Linked DNA regions of Mus musculus: region 1 is linked to region 2. A link is a contact called in public promoter capture Hi-C data. All regions are on one chromosome and are shown on one strand. Each heading gives the region's core, a stretch centred on a gene start, on an enhancer-like site or on the middle of the called end of the contact. The rest is flanking DNA. Distances are from core to core; before and after follow the strand shown. Region 1 holds the start of Harbi1 (harbinger transposase derived 1). Region 2 holds the start of Nup160 (nucleoporin 160).

Region 1 (2,977 bases), core at 33-2,532, 1.0 Mb before region 2:
AGAATTCAACAGCTAACCATCAGTTAAATGGCTCTGACATTTATAATCTTCTTTCTGTAAATGTTAATTAAAAGAAAAAAATAATTAGAAACGTGATCCAAACCATACCAAATGACTCAAAACCTACACCTTTTTCAGCCATTCACTTGTTAACTCTAGATTTATCTCCACTGACTCACTATTGTATGACAAACTTGATCTAATTTGCAGACAATAAGAGTTCAATCCCAGTGGCTCATCTACTGCCTGGCATTTCAACTGAGAACAACACATGAGAACAAACAATTTACAAGGTAAAAGAGGTCTGTGGCAACCAGGAGACAGCTGACAAGTTGAAAACACCTTAAGGGTTACTCAGAGGTTTGTTTTGCAAAGCCCTATGGCTCCACAGATGAGGGAGTGCTCAAACCAGTCCAACTAGAGATGTAGAACAAAGGGGGGGTGGGGGGGGGGGAGAAAGGAAGAAAGACAGTCTGTGGCCCTGCCTGGGGACCTACACTGTCTGCTGTAACAGGCTTTCCCTTCATCTCAAGAGACCCAAATCCCGAAGCTTTAGGCTAGAAAGGAAGGAAGAGTATAAAAGGAAGGAAAGGAGGAAAAAGCTAAGTGAACCAGGTAGGTCTGGAACACCGAGGCCACTTTTCAACCCGCTTTCAAAACAGTATTAAGGGACAAAGATGGCTCCGAGGGCACAGGGTTTGCCTGTGAAGCCTGGTGAAATAAATTAGTTGGCTATCTGAGATCCATATGGTGGAAAGAAAGAATCGTCCAACACCCTTGCCACATCACGCCCGCCTCCAAAACATAAATGTATTTAAAAAGTTTATTCCTTTAAAAGCCGTGTAAGTAAAGATGCCCCAGCCAGGAATGGGCTCACTGTACTTGGGAAGTGTAGACCAGAAGATCATGTGCGAGGCAAGCGTGGACTACGAGCACCAGTCAAAACAAAGTAAAACAAAACAAAAAGCTCCTAAGGCTGGTCCAGCCTGTAATGTTAGCATTCTGGAAACTGGGTAGCATCGCCGCGTGCTCCATGCCTGCTGGAGCTACATTACGTTCAAAGCTAACCTGAGTTACACAGCGAGACCTTGTCTCAAAAATAGTAAGATAACCAAAGTCTGGCTGCTCGACCCAGAATAACCGAACGCTGATCGCCACCTTTCCGTAGCTACCGGATTAACCGGAGCACTCTCCACCCTCGGGGCCGAAGAAGGCCCGCCTCCGGAACCCACGGCCGCACACAAGCCGCCACGGTGCGCAACAGCCGCACCTCCCCTTCCGCGTCAGCGCCCGCCCCACGCCGCGTCATCAGCACCTCGGCCACCGCGGCCTGCGCTTCGCTTCCGTACATTCTACACGAAGCCCAGTCTCCAACTCCCTAAATTCCTTCCCAAACCCTTTTTTTTCTCCTAAAAGGCTTTAAAATTAATCATATGATTTATTTCTGGAAATAAGCCGCCTTTCTTGAAGACTCTGATGTACAGAAATATTAAATAGGTCGTTTGTGGTGTAGCGAAAGTGCAGCTGAATTTAGGCAGCTGCATTTCCTCCGTAGCGCTCTACCTCCCCACCGCCTGCACTGAAGCGGATGAAAACAAACACTAAGGATGGCGGCGCCGGGCAGCGACTGGTTGCTGGCTTAGGGCGGGAGAGATCGTTTGACGTGTGAAGGGGAAGCTCTGAGAAAAACCAGTCCACACCAGTCCGACAGCTTTTTCAGTTCTGGGATCCCGGAGCCTCGTTAGCGTGAGATATCTCTCTGCGACCTGTGCTGTCACTACCGCCCGGGAGCGCGGAACCCTCTGCTGGGAGGTGCAGTTGGCCGGCCCCAGGCCCCGGCCTCCGGAATGAGAGCCCGGAGCCACTCTCTGTGCCGTAGCTTCGCAGGTACTCACTTTTGAGGGTAATAACCCCCGGATCTTTCAGCGCCCCCGAGTGGGAGGTCACTGATCTGTGTTCCCTTGGCCACCACCTTGGGGACGCCCAAGCCAAGCAACCGAGGTTCAGTTCCATAATCCCCTGATTATGTTTTCTACGAGAAGTTGGGTTGGTGTAGACCCTGTTGGCTCTTGAGGCGTCCCAACCGTTACAGACATCCCCCGAAATTTTCTTGCTACTTTATTGTCTCTTTGAGTTATGTCAAAAAGATCTATTGGAGAACATTTGTAGGGCCGTAACTCCGGTGTTGGGTATCAAGGTAGGTTAGGTAAGTTTTCAGTCAATCAAAAAAAATTTTTAATGCCAAGTATGAAGTCCTCCTGTAAGTGAGGGTGACTTGACTAGTGAAAAAGGGGACTATGTTCTTACTGGCAGTGGAATAACCTGCGAAAACCTATTCTCATTAAATCTCTGAATTAAGTGGCTAAGCACCTTCTTGGGTTGTAAATCTCTCATTCACTTTTTTCCTAGTTAATCTGCTCAATCTATCCTCAAGGTAACATTCCTTTGTTGGCTCCCCCCTCCCCACTTCGGTGGTAGCCCGTAGCCCAGGTTGGCCTTAAACTCCTGTGCTTCAGTTATCTTCTTCACTCAGCCTCCTGAGGAGCTGAGAATACCGACGCAGGCTGTCACAGGCCTAGGTTGGGATAGTTGGAAACAGGGTTCACCTATGCAGCCAGGGTTTGTTTGCCTTGAGTTACTGATCCTCCTTTCCCGGCATCGTAAGTGTTGAGATTATCTAGCATATACCATCATGTCTAGTTTTGAAATTCTCCTAATGAAATATGTATAAATTTATTTATATGTATATGTTTATATGTATACAATAATTATATATCTATACACAAACACATACGTGTTCTTACTTGAGGTTTAACCTATCACTCTGCTCAGTCTACTACAGAGCTATATTCACAACCAATTAATCTCTGCTTTTTGAGACAAGATCTTTTTGTGTATTACACTTGTTGGCCTGGAACTCACTATGTAGACTAGGCTAGTATTGAACTTGTTAGCAGTCCTATTGCCTCTGACTCCC
Region 2 (2,929 bases), core at 413-2,912:
CTCTGATCCTCCCGCCCCAGCCTCCGGAGTACTAGGATTACAGACACTTGCCACTCTGAGCGACACGGGTCGGATGCGTTGAATTAAATATTAATGCCCCAACCTTCTTGAAGTTATCGAAAATACAGTACAGTTTGCAAACGTGCAAGGAATTGTTTGTGAATTTCTTTCTGGGATCGGTCAGTATTCTCTGGAGGTTGAAGATTGATCATTCAGAGCCAGTTTGGGGCTACATAGTGAGACTTTGTAAATGAATGAGTAAATAAATTAAACTACAACTTCAGGCTTACAGCTGAACATGTTCGTTGGCAACTCCATCAGAATCACAACATTGCGAAGTTCCATAATTCTGCCCCAGCAATTGCATTTCCCTTGACCATTTATTGCCTTAATGACTATTTCGTGATTGTCACTGCCCACACCTCTCTTCAGATGCACCAGAAGAGGGCGCTAGATTTCATTACGGATGGTTGTGAGCCACCATGTGGTTGCTGGGATTTGAACTCAGGACCTTGGGAAGAGCAGTCGGTGCTCTTAACCGCTGAGCCATGTCTCCAGCCCTCACCCCCACTCATTCTTAGCTTACTCTGAAGTCGGCCGAGTGGGCATAGTGGCACACTGACAGCAGCTTTTGGAAGCAAGTAGATCAGGAGTTCAAGATTATCCTCCAATTTATGTCAAGATCAAGGCCAGCCTGAGGCTGCCTAAAACCCTGGCTCAAATCAAACAAAAAGCAGCTTTTAATCCCAGCACTCAGGAGGCAGAGGTAGGTGGGTTTCTGTGAGTTAAAGGCCAGCCTGCATTACAGAGTGAGTTCCAGGACAACCAGGGCAACAGAAACTGTCTTGACGTCCCCATTCCTCACAAAAGAAGACAACTTGCCCTGCAACCATATTTTCCTACCAGCAATTATAGCCTTATGCTTCTGTTTCTGTACATTGAACTGTGTCTGAACTTATAGAGAGACACCCTCCCTACCTTGACCTTCGGTCTATTCCTCATTTTAGCATCTTTAATTTTTCCATTTTTACTAAATTACTCCTCTAAATCTCACTAAGATAAAGTCTCCCCTAGAGCCCTGCTAACCCCTGTCCTTCTGTACTTGGCAAAAAGGGAGTTATGTCTGCACTCAGTGGATGCATCTCAGTGGATCAAGATGAAGCCTAAGGTCCTGGTCCCTTGCTTCCATCTAGGTCCATCCTGGTCAATTTCAGTTCAGTTTTCTCTGCCTAATCCTGCTTTCTTCACTCCCCTAGCAATGCTGTTCTGTGAGCACACTGTGTGCTCCTTCCTGTGTGTAAATCTCTGCTTCAGAGACTTTTTTTTTGAGAGGGAAGCTCACACACACACACACACACACACACACACACACACACAATTTAAAAAATATTTTTTTAAAAGATTACCTGTTGTGCGGCTTGGTGGCACACATCTTGAACCCCAGCACACAGGAGGCAAATGCAGGTAGATCTCTGAATTTAAGGCCAGCCTGGTCTAGGTGAATGAGATATGTTTTGGGGAACTTGTTGTTAGTGTCATTTCCCCCACATATTCAAAATCTCTATCAAGGCAGAAAGAATGCAAGATGAACGGGAAGGTGTGCTGTAACGACACTGCCTCCTGGACACAGCATGGTGGCTGCTCTCGTGAGATCATAACTGTGGTTACCTACACAAAAGACAGGGCCTGTCAACATTCCGTGGTGGGGGTTGGACTTTGAGGCCCCATCGCTCCCCGAGGAGCCGTAGGTAAAGTCAGTGGCTGCTGTGAGGGAGGAGTAATTTTCTCCAGTGGTGTATTTGCTGGTTAGTTGCCGGTGCTCCTATAAATAAGACTCCCTCCCATGCTCATTCAAGCAACTCTAATTAAACCCAGTGGGTCACAGATAGAAAAGACATGAAAGTGGAAGAGGAACTAGTTGGGAAGAAGGGCAAAGGAGGGTGATGGGGGGTCCATGATGAAGCTGGGAATAGTGGCCCACACCTGTCATCCTGGGTGCTTGGAGGGTGGAGGCATTCTAGGCTAGTCTCAGCAACATAGTAAGTGTGAGGCCTGCCTAGGTTACATCAAACCCTGTCTCACAGACGTAGGCAGAAGATTTTATTAGAGTGTGTGTTTGCTTTTTTATTAATGTTATTATTCATTTTACAAATGATGGACATCATATGACATTTTCATACATGTACTTTAGCCTACTTTGTTCACATTCACCTGTTAGCAAATCTTGTCCTCCCTTTCCCTCTTACTGTTCCCCTTCCTCTTCCCAAATAATAGTCCTCCCCTCCCCTTTTATGTCATGTATACATATATTTAAATCTAGATTTTGCATTTTTGTGCCTTCCTTTATTAATAATAATGATGATCCCCAACGTAACCATTTTCATTCAAACGATATGATTTTCTTCTTGTTTATGGCTGAATAGAACTTGAGATGTGATGTTTTCCAAGCTTCAAGCTGTCTTTGACCTTTGGTTCATGTTACAGTAAATTCAAGGTGAATTGCAGTAAGTTAACAGTAACACTTTACATTGCCCGAACTTAGTGACTTTTTTTGGGTGGTAATTCGATGGAAATTATTGAATTATTCAGTGGAATAATTTCTTTCAGTGGAAATTAGTGTTATTTTTCAGTGAGCACTTTCAATGTAATTACTTTATTTCGGGGGTTCCAGGAATGTGGTTTCCTGTCATTTGGCCAGTGACTTTCAAAAGTGATAATAGCAATGACTTGAGATCTAGCCACAGTGCAAAGGGCTTATTATTTTTTTCTATTTCTCTAGATTTTTAAATATTGGTTTTTATCTTCATGCTGTTCTATTAATCATAGTAAGTAGCTTTCCAGTTCCTGGAAGCATATTGGTTTGTCCCACACTTATTTTTTCAGTCTTGATTGCATGTTGGGCACTGGGTTATAATGATCCCCCAAAATA

The links. Promoter capture Hi-C pulls out the DNA fragments that hold promoters and counts their contacts.
Region 1: a promoter capture Hi-C map of pre-B cells shows a contact between it and region 2, with 4 times the contacts expected there. The contact joins the promoter of Harbi1 here to the promoter of Nup160 in region 2. A contact is called at or near these places in 2 of 39 promoter capture datasets (erythroid cells and pre-B cells).

Annotation. Positions count from the first base shown.
Region 1 is chr2:91,709,157-91,712,133 of GRCm38.p6, reverse strand. It overlaps Harbi1 (harbinger transposase derived 1), which reads right to left and starts at 1,282. Exons shown (of 3, transcript NM_178724.5): 1 at 883-1,282; 2 at 1-54. It overlaps Atg13 (autophagy related 13), which reads left to right and starts at 1,542. Exons shown (of 17, transcript NM_001355419.1): 1 at 1,542-1,887.
Region 2 is chr2:90,675,948-90,678,876 of GRCm38.p6, reverse strand. It overlaps Nup160 (nucleoporin 160), which reads right to left and starts at 1,662. Exons shown (of 37, transcript NM_021512.2): 1 at 1,407-1,662.